Linked DNA regions of Mus musculus: regions 2, 3 and 4 are each linked to region 1. The links are chromatin contacts, called in public HiChIP or PLAC-seq and promoter capture Hi-C maps. All regions are on one chromosome and are shown on one strand. Each heading gives the region's core, a stretch centred on a gene start, on an enhancer-like site or on the middle of the called end of the contact. The rest is flanking DNA. Distances are from core to core; before and after follow the strand shown.

The links. Promoter capture Hi-C pulls out the DNA fragments that hold promoters and counts their contacts. HiChIP or PLAC-seq counts read pairs in DNA pulled down with a chosen protein or histone mark.
Region 2: a promoter capture Hi-C map of hippocampal neurons shows a contact between it and region 1, with 2.3 times the contacts expected there. The contact joins the enhancer-like site here to the promoter of Ap3b2 in region 1. A contact is called at or near these places in 8 of 39 promoter capture datasets (3T3-L1-derived adipocytes, the C10 cell line, the HPC-7 cell line and 5 more) and 1 of 9 other capture datasets (liver).
Region 3: a contact with region 1 is called in a promoter capture Hi-C map of pre-B cells, with 2.2 times the contacts expected there. The contact joins the enhancer-like site here to the promoter of Ap3b2 in region 1. A contact is called at or near these places in 3 of 39 promoter capture datasets (the HPC-7 cell line, HPC-7-derived erythroid cells and pre-B cells) and 1 of 115 datasets of contacts at active chromatin or transcription factors (large pre-B cells).
Region 4: a contact with region 1 is called in an H3K27ac HiChIP or PLAC-seq map of embryonic stem cells, with 2.1 times the contacts expected there. The contact joins the enhancer-like site here to the promoter of Ap3b2 in region 1. A contact is called at or near these places in 5 of 39 promoter capture datasets (the 3T3-L1 cell line, the C10 cell line, embryonic stem cells and 2 more), 3 of 115 datasets of contacts at active chromatin or transcription factors (embryonic forebrain and embryonic stem cells) and 1 of 9 other capture datasets (liver).

The regions. Positions count from the first base shown.
Region 1 is chr7:81,492,605-81,495,309 of GRCm38.p6, reverse strand. Ap3b2 (adaptor-related protein complex 3, beta 2 subunit) reads left to right here and starts at 1,385. Exons shown (of 26, transcript NM_021492.3): 1 at 1,385-1,802. The coding sequence starts at 1,690. BC048679 (cDNA sequence BC048679) reads left to right here. Exons shown (of 6, transcript NM_001193274.1): 5 at 1-184; 6 at 932-1,036. The coding sequence ends at 964.
Region 2 is chr7:82,280,872-82,283,687 of GRCm38.p6, reverse strand. The region is part of intron 6 of Sh3gl3 (SH3-domain GRB2-like 3); the gene reads right to left. Among named protein-coding and RNA genes, the nearest start is that of Gm51492, 15 kb to the left of the region's middle. Within about 2 kb of position 1,342, at least 19 of the 459 cell types and tissues checked have an H3K27ac peak or open chromatin away from gene starts, as enhancers often do. A contact at or near this core is called in hippocampal neurons, where this site is marked.
Region 3 is chr7:82,203,266-82,205,965 of GRCm38.p6, reverse strand. The region is part of intron 1 of Sh3gl3 (SH3-domain GRB2-like 3); the gene reads right to left. Among named protein-coding and RNA genes, the nearest start is that of Sh3gl3, 30 kb to the right of the region's middle. Within about 2 kb of position 1,320, at least 64 of the 459 cell types and tissues checked have an H3K27ac peak or open chromatin away from gene starts, as enhancers often do.
Region 4 is chr7:82,259,125-82,262,037 of GRCm38.p6, reverse strand. Sh3gl3 (SH3-domain GRB2-like 3) reads right to left here. Exons shown (of 9, transcript NM_017400.7): 2 at 1,838-1,906. Among named protein-coding and RNA genes, the nearest start is that of Gm32903, 4.6 kb to the right of the region's middle. Within about 2 kb of position 1,592, at least 4 of the 459 cell types and tissues checked have an H3K27ac peak or open chromatin away from gene starts, as enhancers often do. A contact at or near this core is called in embryonic stem cells, where this site is marked.

The DNA.
Region 1 (2,705 bases), core at 136-2,635:
ACAGGGGCACAGAGCTCTGCAGCGCTCCCGACAGCTCTGGCGTGTGCTACGCAGGCGCGGTGGCGTTGACCCTAGGGTGCTGGAGAGCCGCGTGCGAGAAGCTATGGACAACGATCCTCCTCCCTACCATCCCACTAGCAGCAACTGTGTGCACTTTGCACTGAACCTGTTGGGCATGGACTCAGTAAGTGCCTCTCTTCTACCTGCCCACATCCCATGCCAGCCCCAGTCTGCTAACAAAGGCACCTAACCAACTTGCTCCAGCATAATTCAGATGATTCCCCTCTCCACTACACCCAGACCAGGTTCCTTTCATCTTAAACTCTTTACTCTGGCAATCTAAAGTCCCCAGAATAGGTGTACCTATTTTTGAAGTTACACACTTTGAAACCCTTTAGCGCCAGGTAGACCTCAGGCTACTGTTCTTAGATCCTGAGCAGATATATTTACTGAACATGACCGATCTCCAACCCAGGGGCTGCTCCAACTCCATCCTTCTTTTTGCAGTAGAACTTTCTATTGATCCAAAGTCCGCCTTTCTCAGTTCCATCCTTTTCCAAACAGTCCACCAATTCTGATCTTAGAGAATTGGGACCCTAGTCTACAAATCTCGGTCCTTGGGAATACTTCCATTCTATGAGCCTGGCCAGGAGTTCCCAATCACTCAACCTCATGTCCAAAATCTAGACCAAAGATAAACAATTCACCATCAGCCTAGTCCAGGGTGTTCTCTCTAATCCAGAACTAGCTACAATCCTTCTTCTTGCTTTCCTTCCTTCCTTCCTTCCTTCCTTCCTTCCTTCCTTCCTTCCTTCCTCCCTTCCTTCCTTCCTTGGGTCTTAGGAGCTAAGCTTGATAAATCACAAAGTCCTGGAGACCTGGCAATTACACCAGACCCTAACTCAATCTGTTCGTCTTCTTTCCCTTCTAGATGTCAATGGACAGGAACCTAACCAGTGATTAATGTGACCTTGGGTCCTCCTGAATGGGCCAAAAGAGGTTTCAGAAGGGATCATTAAAGTATTTTCCCAAACGTAATTAGGATGTTGGAGGTTCTCTTTACTCCACCTAGAACTGATTTGCTCCCAGAATGCCCTTAGCACTTGCTTCCTGGGTCAGCCTCCTCTTAAATTCCACTTCTTCCAGGAAGTTGCTATGATTCCCAGTGAGTAAGCAGGTTATCCTCAGAGGGATTTAGACTGTGTGAAAAAGGATGGAAAGGTACCCACCCCTAAATCTCCAAGGTAGATGTTCCAACCCAGGCCTGCGAGTATGGCCTTCTTTCAGTGTCCCTCACGTCCCCCTCTCTCACTGCATGGGTGGGCGGGTCCGTGGAGGTCAGGTGATCGGGAGGGCGGAGGCAGGAGGTCCGCATCCCTCCAAAGACTATACAGTCATCAGCCCTGCAGCCTTGCTCACTGTGAGAGACCTTTAGATGCTTGCAGTTGCCAGAGAGTTCTGAGAGATTGGGACAGGGCAGGCGCTGTTCCTCCGTCCCCTGTCAGCTCACCCCAACCCTGCACTCCGCGGGTGGTGCCGGTCCCTTTAAGAACCTTAGCGCTCAGCCCTGATTGCTGAATCTGCGCGCTGCCTCCGCCGCGCAGATTGCAGCTCCGCAGAGCTAGGCGTGCATCCCATTCCTCGACCAAAGCCCAACCCGGCCGCTCAGCCACCCCTCAGCGCAGATCCATGTCGGCCGCTCCGGCCTACAGCGAAGACAAGGGCGGCTCAGCCGGTCCCGGGGAGCCAGAATATGGCCACGACCCGGCGAGCGGCGGTATCTTCTCCTCGGACTACAAGCGGTGAGCTAGCGAGCGCCGGCCGGGTGCGGCTGGCGCGCAGGCACCATGGACAGCGCCCGCGAGGCTGCGGCCCTGCCGACCCAGACCCGCCCTGCGCGCTTCCCGGGGTTCCCGCAGCAGGGCCACTTCGCCTTTAGCTACGAAGGGGCGGGGGACCCAAGGCTGGTGGGGGAGGGACCAGACAGGCGGGGTCCTTATGGAACAGCTGCGATGATGTTTGCAGCCTTTTATTCGCTGGCTCAAAGAGAAACCAAAACAAAACCCCCAAAACCAATTCCGTAGGGGACGGGTCTGAATTGGGGAACTGGAGTTTGAGTGTGGTCCACTCCAGGAAGCCGGCCCTGGATGTAGACTGAGAAACTGGCTCCTCCTGCAAATTAATTTCTCCATCTTTCCCCAACCCCCACATTGCCCTATGATTCAGCCCTACTTGGTTTGAATCTTACCTTTGACTCATTCATTTATTTGTTCATAAATTCAATAGCACATTAATTAAAGGCCTGTGGACCTGTTAGTCACGGAACGGAGTAGTGAACAGGAGCCAATAGATTGTTCCAACCGGGAGCACAATTGTAGCCCTGACAATTCAAGGGTCAGGAGTGGGAGTGCAAGACATGTTCCATTTCAGGGAGGAAGGTACTCTCGTGTTAGAAATGGGTCTGGGGTCTCAGGGAAATCACCACACAATCCAGAGCACAAGGCGCAAGCGAATGCACTTCTTCAGAAGGGTCACTCAACCAGGCAGGTTCACCGAGTGCGAGTCCCACTGGATTTTTATTACTAATGATCGGGTGACCCTGTTCCTTACCCTGCATGGTCAGTGCTAGGCCTCACATGCTCAAGCAGCTGCAAACAGCAACAAACCCTTAAAAGTCAGTCAACTGATATGCAAAGTGCAACTTT
Region 2 (2,816 bases), core at 93-2,592, 790 kb before region 1:
CTTACGGTTATAAAATTATATCCTGAGTGGTTTGTTTTTTAATGTTCTAAAAGTCATGGATCTAAAGATGGCAGGAAAGAGTTTCCCAACTGTAAATGAAACCAATGGTAGGCATGAGAGCTTGCTTAGGGAAATGTCCCTGTGAGTACTTTCTAGTTAAGCCAGAACAAGGAACAAAGTCAGCTAATATATACTCAGAGAAACTGGGGACATAAGGCAAGTCACACCTGTTCCAGGGCAAATAAATGTTCCCTGCGTTTCTGCTGCCATTCACAAAGCATCTTCCCTGCCACATACAGCAGAAAGGATGAGCATGGAGACCCCATTGTTCCTCTTCCCCACAAATACATACATCAGAAAGGATGAGCAAGGAGACCCCATTGTTCCTCTTCCCACAAATACATACATCAGAAAGGATGAGCAAGGAGACCCCATTGTTCCTCTTCCCACAAATTGGAATGTTCGTGAAGGTAGTGGCTGATTACAGTGGCACTTGGGGTGGGGGAGAATGGGGAGAGGATTACGGCAGGGTCCCATGTTGCCCACATTCTCCTCATACCAATTATATAGCCAAGGCTGGCCTTGAACTGCCTCCTCCTCCTCTCAAGTGCTGTGAGGTTTTGTTTGGAAGCAGTTTGTAAGAAAGGCCCAGAAGAGCTGCAGTCTTGAAGAAGGACCTGAGAGAAACCTGCATCAGGGGGGCTGAAGAACCACCACAGCAAATCAGGATTAAGTTTATTTCTAGAACCTTCTGTAGCAAGCCCCCAAAGATTGAGGTAATTCCTCCCAACCAGCCATTCCCAGTCCAAACCTCAAAACCTCCAGATCTCCACAGAGACACAAATCAAAACCGCCCGTCGCAGGCTTCGCCCAAGCAGCCTTTTCTTACATAGCATTCTAACCATCCGAGGCAGGGTCTGGTTGTTCCTCACTCCGCCATCTGCTTCTCCCTGAGGAGCCAACGGGGGAGCTGCTGGCTTCCACAGATCCATTTGCGTTCGTGTATTGTTGAGAACTCTTCCTGCCCACGTTTTACAAACACAGCTTCAATGTGTGTTTACAACATATACAGAGCCCACTCATGCCAGGAATGCAGTGGGCACACGCATGACTAAGGAAAGCCCTGGCATCGTGCTTGCCTTACCGTGCTCTGTGGCTAGGAAAACAGCCCTGGCCCTCCATTTCCCAAAACCCAATAAACAAAACAAGGACAGCCTGGGCCCTGCAAAACCCAAGGATTTCTTACATTTCACCTCTTTGGCTTTTACCAACACTTTTGAACAAGTCCAGCACCACAGCCTGACATGATCGTGGCAGATTCTGCTAAGAATAGAGCACTGCTCCCTTGCAATGCTACAGCTGCACGCTCTGTGAAAATCGCCGTGACCTCTCTGTCTCTAGAAATAGTAAGGTGTCTGTTTTGAGCCTCATTTTAACTAAGCCAGCTATCTGCAAAATTCAAAGAGGGCTAAAAGCAACCAGGTGAATAACTTGATCGTGCATGTGCAGTTCACAAATATCGTGCACGTGAGTGGGAGTCACACCAACTATGCTCTCTGACAGCTAAGATCATGCAACCTAGAACTCCATCTGGAATCCTTCCCTTAGCAGCTGACTTTGGGAAGGCGACAGATTCCAGAGCCCCTAAAAGCTTGGGAGACAGCAACATCAGCACTCCACGTGGTGCCTGCACATAAGGGGGTGCCCAGCAAAGTTACCAGACTCGGCTCTTCCTACTGAGGGCAAGTCAGATGAAGGCAAGTCAGATTCAAACTGGATTATCTCGGTCACGGTCAGGAGTCAGAAGCTTCTCTCTGCCTCCTAGGACGTGAGCTGTATGTGAACCAGCAGAGATGGCGTCTGCTTCCAAGGGTACAACTTGAACTAAATACCTTGAAGGACAGAGCCAAGCTAAAGCAACAAACTCGGGGCCTGCAAAAGCCAAAGACTGTCCAGGCAAACACACCCTCCATCGGCCACATTACGAAACTTGAAAGCTGCCTGTTGGTTTCATTTGTGGGTGAAAGCTATGAATATGCTAGGTTGTACAGGAAGGGGTACCCAGCAGATAGGTTACACTAGCAACCTTGAAACACGGTGGTATCTTGGGTTTCCAAGGTAGCCCAAAGTAACTATAAACTGTCTTTGGGTTGATAATGCAGCCCAGATGGTAGAATGCTGACCCTGAATGCACCAAGCCCTGGGTTCAACTCTCAGTGTTACCTAAACCAGAGGTAGAGACAGGAATCCCAGTGCTTAAGAGGAAGACAGAGAGGCAGAGCCAGGCGAATTTCTGAGTTTGAGGCCAGCCTGGTCTACAGAGTGAGTTCCAGGACAGCTAGGACTACACAGAGAAACTCTGTCTTGAAAAAAAAAAAAGGAAAAGAAGAAGAAGAAGAAAAAGAAGAAGAAGAAGAAGAAGAGGAGGAGGAGGAGGAGGAGGAGGAGGAGGACGACGACGACGACGACGACGACGACGACGACGACGACAACGACAGAGGGTTCCAGGTCATCCTCACTGCAATGAAGCCAAGCTAGGAGCCACAAAGCTAAGGAATTCTTGTGCTCTCCAGAGACTGCAAAGGATGACAAAGCAGGCTCTTTCCTTCAAGCCTCCAGTCCTGCCATCTCCCCCTATAGTCTAATTTCCAACCTCCAGATCAGAAGGCAATCGATTTGTACTCTTTAGCCGCAGTGCTGCTTGTGGACACTTGTTACAGGAGTCACAGAAAACGAACAACACTTTTTTCTTCTCTTCTCAAACCAAGAGAACTCTAAGGGTGGGCAGCACCACTCAGGGTCTCCATTTCCTGGAG
Region 3 (2,700 bases), core at 71-2,570, 710 kb before region 1:
TGATCATCTAATTTGAAGTAAGGGAAAGACTGTCAAAAACAAGAAAGACATTCTGGAAAATAGAATTGTAGCTTTGGGGATTGTGACACATGACAGGAAACCCCATGACAGATGACAGGCACCACCATGATAGATCACAGAGATCTCCATGACAAATGCAACATCCCAGAATATTAGTAGTGCAGACGGACAAGGTCTGGGAGCCAACTCCAAGTGGCCATGATTTGAAAAGGGTAGACACAGAGGGGGCAGACAGTGGACAGACCAAAGTGTCCCTGACAGAGTGGAGGGGTAGAAACTACACCATGTCTCAAGGAGACGGTCACATGAGATAAAGACACAAATGCCCATGGCTTCATTGGAGGCCTAGACTGAACAAGTTCCTCAGGGGACAGAGAAGGCGGGTGATACTGGGTTGTTGGTTGTATAATGCAAGCAGAGGCTGGGGTGATGGCCCAGTCAGTAAAGTGTTTGCCTTGTTTTCCCCAAAGCTCACATTTAAACAGCCAGGTGTACACAATTCCGGTGCCAGCAAGGCAGACACAGGTGGACCGGTAAGGATCTAGAGTGAGCCCCAGGTCCCAATGAGAGACCCTGACTCAAAAAAACAAGGAAGACGACTCCTGAAAAGTGACACCCCAAGTTGACCTCTGGCTTCCATAGGCAAGCACACACACATGTACACACACACACACCCTTTAAAACCAAAATAGATGCATGAGGTTTGTGAGAGAAGGGCTGCCCTTTGTGGGATCTGAGCAGGCAGGAAAGAAAAGAGAAACTAAAAAGCCCTAAGTATTCTGCTTTGAAAAGCAGGATGCAGAGGTCTCTAGGAAAGGAGCCCAGTCTCTCAACAGAACGGAGCTAAATGAAAACCAAGTTGAACGGAACTTTCCTGCTGACTGGGAAGCCCTGTTAATGTCCAAAGTGGAGGAGGAAAGCTTGCAGTACCAGCACCCACAGCCTCCACCACCCCCCCCAGGTCACCAAGCTTCCCCCGAGACACCAGCTGCCCCCACACCCACAGCACCTCATTTGTCAAGAGATGCCAAAAATGCTTCTTGTGCTCATCCACTCCACTTCCTCCCATGTCAAAAGAGGACAGAGAGGAGAGGAGGACCATTCAGGGGTGGGCAGAGCAACATGTAAGACCCAAAGCCAGAGGGCAGAGTTCAAACCCTCAATCTACCCAAACGCTTGCAAGCTATATGACCTAGGACAATAGGTACCGGTCTCTGGATTCTCCACAGCCACCCTCATGCTACATGAGCAGAATGCAGTTCCCCTGGAGGCTGCACTCTGCCCGTGGTCCCGTTAACATAAGCATGGACACATGTGGGAGGGGAGGATGTGGGCGGGGCGCTGACTCACGCAGAGCCAGGTGTTCAGTAGTAAGCAGGGGGCTGCACTTCCTTTCAGTTTCCGGACTGTGTGCATTTCCCTCTGGGAAAGTGCAGACCTTTTGGCCAGTTCTCTGTTAACTCACGCTCTCAACCCTACTCCTACCCAGGACTGAAGATCCATCCTGCCTCCTTTTCCCCCTATAAATGTTTCCATTCTTCCTCTTGGAGCCATGACAGCCTAGCTGCAACTCTGTTAAAGCTTCTATTATGCTCCTGGCATGTTTGTCCGAGGCCAAGGTCACACTGGAGTGGCTGACCATGCTGTAAAGGAAAAACCCCACAACCTTACCCAGCTCCTGGCCCACCCCTCCTAGCCTGTTCAACCTAGTAAATCTAGCTTGAGACAGTCAAGAAGAATGGGGGGTGGGGGCAGGGCTACAGATGGAAAGCAGCTGCAACAGAACCAGAGGTCAAGACAATTTCGGAGCAGAGACTCCTGAGATGGAACAGATCTGAGTGATGCCAAAGGCTCCAGTCTGGCTTTGAGGGATAAATTATGGGGAAGAGAGATGCCAATGCGGAGCAGATGTGGAACAAGAGTGGAGATGCTGAGACCACACCCACCAAGCTGTTGACCCACTGGAGAAAGGTGTATGCCCTGGAACCTGAGCTAGGAAGAGGGTCACTTAAGCTTGCCTCAGAACAGGATACTAGAAGGGTACTCGTATGGGATTTTGTTTTGTTTTATTTTGCTTTAGTGTTCTACTATAAAAATTATGAATATGTCACAAAAGTAAACCAAAGAATTTAATAAACCACCATGTCCCCAACCCCCAGCTTCAGCCACTGTTGAAACTGTGTTCATCTTTACCTCACGGATGTCCCCAGCACTGTCACCCCTCCACACACCACCACTGGATTATTTTAAAGTAAATCCCTTGGAAAACTTCCAAACAAATTTCCCAAAGCTACGAGTACTGGTTTTCACCTCACCAAGAAACCGTGATTACATCTGAGGATAATTTAGCAGTAATTTCTCAACATCTAGCATCACGGTCCATTTAAACACCCTTTGACAGATGGATTGTGTGGCTCGGGTGCCAGAAGGCTCTTGGACACATGGAGCGAATCTTCCCTGTCTTTCTTCGGCTCCCACAGAAACAGACTGGGAAGCAATGGTAAGGGTGGAAACAGTTTGGGAGGGCACATCAGTAAAGCCAGGAGGGGAAAGGAGAGGGAGGAGGGCCACCCACAGTGCACTGTCATGGGGAGGAGCTGAGCAGGTCAGAGCTTTCAGTGGCCCTGGGTGATGCTGGAGGCACCTCCCAGTTTTCCGAACCCTAGGGCAATTTTCCGA
Region 4 (2,913 bases), core at 343-2,842, 770 kb before region 1:
ACATCCCTCCATGCCTCTGCATCAGCTCCTGCTTCCTGACCTGCTTGAGTTCCAGTCCTGACTTCCTTTGGTGTAGAAGTGTAAGCCGAATAAACCCTTTCCTCCCCAACTGCTTCTTGGTCATGATGTTTGTGCAGGAATAGAAACCCTGACTAAGACCCCATCTGACAACTTAAGATCCACCTTTCAGAAGAGATGAAGCAGAGACAGAGGCAAAGTTGGGGCCAGGACCTGAAGCAGCACGGCCTAGATTAATTACCCATGCCTCAGCCACACCCTGACCAGCGCTGCCTCGTTATACACGCCTCAGCCTACTATTGAAATCAGAGCCTCCTTTCACATGGAATGTTCGTGTGTTTCTCTTGGTGCAGACGGGGCTACACTGAATAAGCTGCTCTGCCCAGGTTTGCCCTGCCACCTGCCTCTTTAACGGGCTTGTTGAGAACAAGCAGGTCAGGATACAGGAGCTGATGCAGATGCCATGGATGGGTGTTACTTACTGTCTGAACCCAGCTTGTCAGAGCTGCCAGCGCCCAGACCTTGACTCTAAACCCAATAACATAACTCCAGATGTTTGTTTTTAAGTATAGCATATGAATTGAATAATCTAGTTGGTAAAGAAGCCATATACATCCTATCATTATATATATTAATAAATTTAAAAATCAACTTTAGATATGTCAATGATATTAACATGTTGAAAGGGTTTTCAATGCACAGAATTTCTTTTTTCAAAATCAAACACAAAATAAGCTTCTCTTCTTAGGGTCTTAACACTTCTAGGAAACCGGGCGTGGTGGCGCATGCCTTTAATCCCAGCACTCGGGAGGCAGAGGCAGGCGGATTTCTGAGTTCAAGGCCAGCCTGGTCTACAAAGTGAGTTCCAGGACAGCCAGGGCTACACAGAGAAACCCTGTCTCGAAAAAACAAAACAAAACAAAACAAAAAAAAAACAAAACAAAAAACAAAAAAAAACACCTCTCGGGCACTTCCTGGAGGAAGGCTGGCCAGGTCCTACCTACATTAAAGAGAATGCCCTCCCAACCCACACCCAGAGCGGGCTTTCCCCCAACCTGCACTGCCGGCCACACCCAGGCCCCCAGCTCCGGTCTGAGGAATCTAATCGTTAGGACAAGCTCTGCTCAAAGGGCCCAAGACAAAGGGGAGGAAGCAGAGCAGTGTGGACCCAGCTCCGACTGCACCAGAGCCACTCTCCAGGTAGATGACCAGGGGACAGGACAGGGGACAGAGTCTGCAGTCCATCATTGGAGTGCCAAGCCAGGAACACTCTTCTAAATTATTTCATCTGCATATATGATTCTAGATGCCCCCATGTGAGGCCAGCCGGGCACACATACTTATCTCTGTATCACAGCTGATATGTCGGTTCTAATGGCAGAAAAGTATTTGCTGTGCAGCTGCTGAAACAGATGGGAACAACAGCCTAGATTACCAAATGATAAATCAGTTGTTATAAATCGGAAAAGCCTTGTCACACAAGCCTTGAGACACAGTTGACTCTCTAAGACATATGAGCACCATTTGGCCCTGGAGTTGTTGCCAAGGCCCACATGTTATGCATTCTGACAGCTGGCCACTAGGGGAACCAGTTAGTCACATTCCGTTTCCTTCCTCAACTTGCCCAGACTAGATGTGGTTCAACCTGATCCTGGCTTGGGCTGGGAAGCACTGGGGTCCTGCCTTCCCGACTCTGCACCCCATGCTTGCATTTGAACATTCTGGATTCCCACTCCAGGTCATATTCCCAATAGTAGGCGGTTCTCTCTCGGGCACAGACAGCCCATTTCTAACCCGTCACATGTTCAAAAAGCTTTACCTTTTCCATGTTCAGAAATTCTTCATCTAGCTTCGTTCCTTCGGCACCACTTATTTTTTCACTAAACAGCTGCAAAAACAAACACAAATGCTTTCACTGAACAAAGATTCTCTATATTCCTTTCATTGAAATTAGTGACAAAAATCTTGGCTCTGGCGTTGTTGGATTTTTGGTTTTCTGTACACTGGGGTTTTGCCTGCATATCTATCCCTGGAACATTAGTTACAGACAGTGAGCTGCCATGTGGGTGCTGGGACTCGAACCCAGGCCCTCTGGAAGAGCAGCCAGTAATTTTAAAGGTTCCTGAGTTCGAGCCCTGGAGCCCACGTAGAGGTAGAAGGAGAGAACCAACTCCACAAGGTTGTTCCCAGACTTCTATATGTGCACTGTGGCATGCGTGCGGGTGCATGCACACACACACGCACACCACAACAGCTACTAATGAGAAAAGAAAAGATCATGGAACAATGTACACTTCCCATTTGTCTAAGCTTTATCATGCACCCATCCTCATCAGATGGCACAAAGCAGTTCTAATACACGCAGTGACAAGACAGCTAGGGACACAAGAGTGACAAGAGTTAGCAGCACCCCAACAGCCTGAATGTAAGAGACAGGCGGTAAAAACGGACAAATACTAGGACCAAATGCAAACTATTATCAATTCATCAACTTGACAGACTCTCAGGGCTGCTTAGAAAGTATCTCGTCTGCAGAGCAGGAGGCAGATCATTCAAGACCTGACTCCTAGAATGCGTGGCATTTGAGTTTGTTTTTTAAGGACAGTGACATTTCAGTGTGCAGCACAGCGGGAAAGGTCTTCTGGGATGTGGTGGTGTTTTCAAAAAGGAAAACTGAGAGGAATGGGAAGGGTGGTTTGATACTGAGCACAGTTCCTATCCTTTGTGGCTATCTGTACAATAAGAGAGGCTTAGCAGCATCCCTGCTGTCTACCGCTAAATGATAATAGAAGTCATGTGCTCACTGTGCACACTCATGTGCACACACACAAACACATGCACACATCTGCCACACCACTCTGACCACCAAAAAATGTCCCTAGATAATGAGAGATC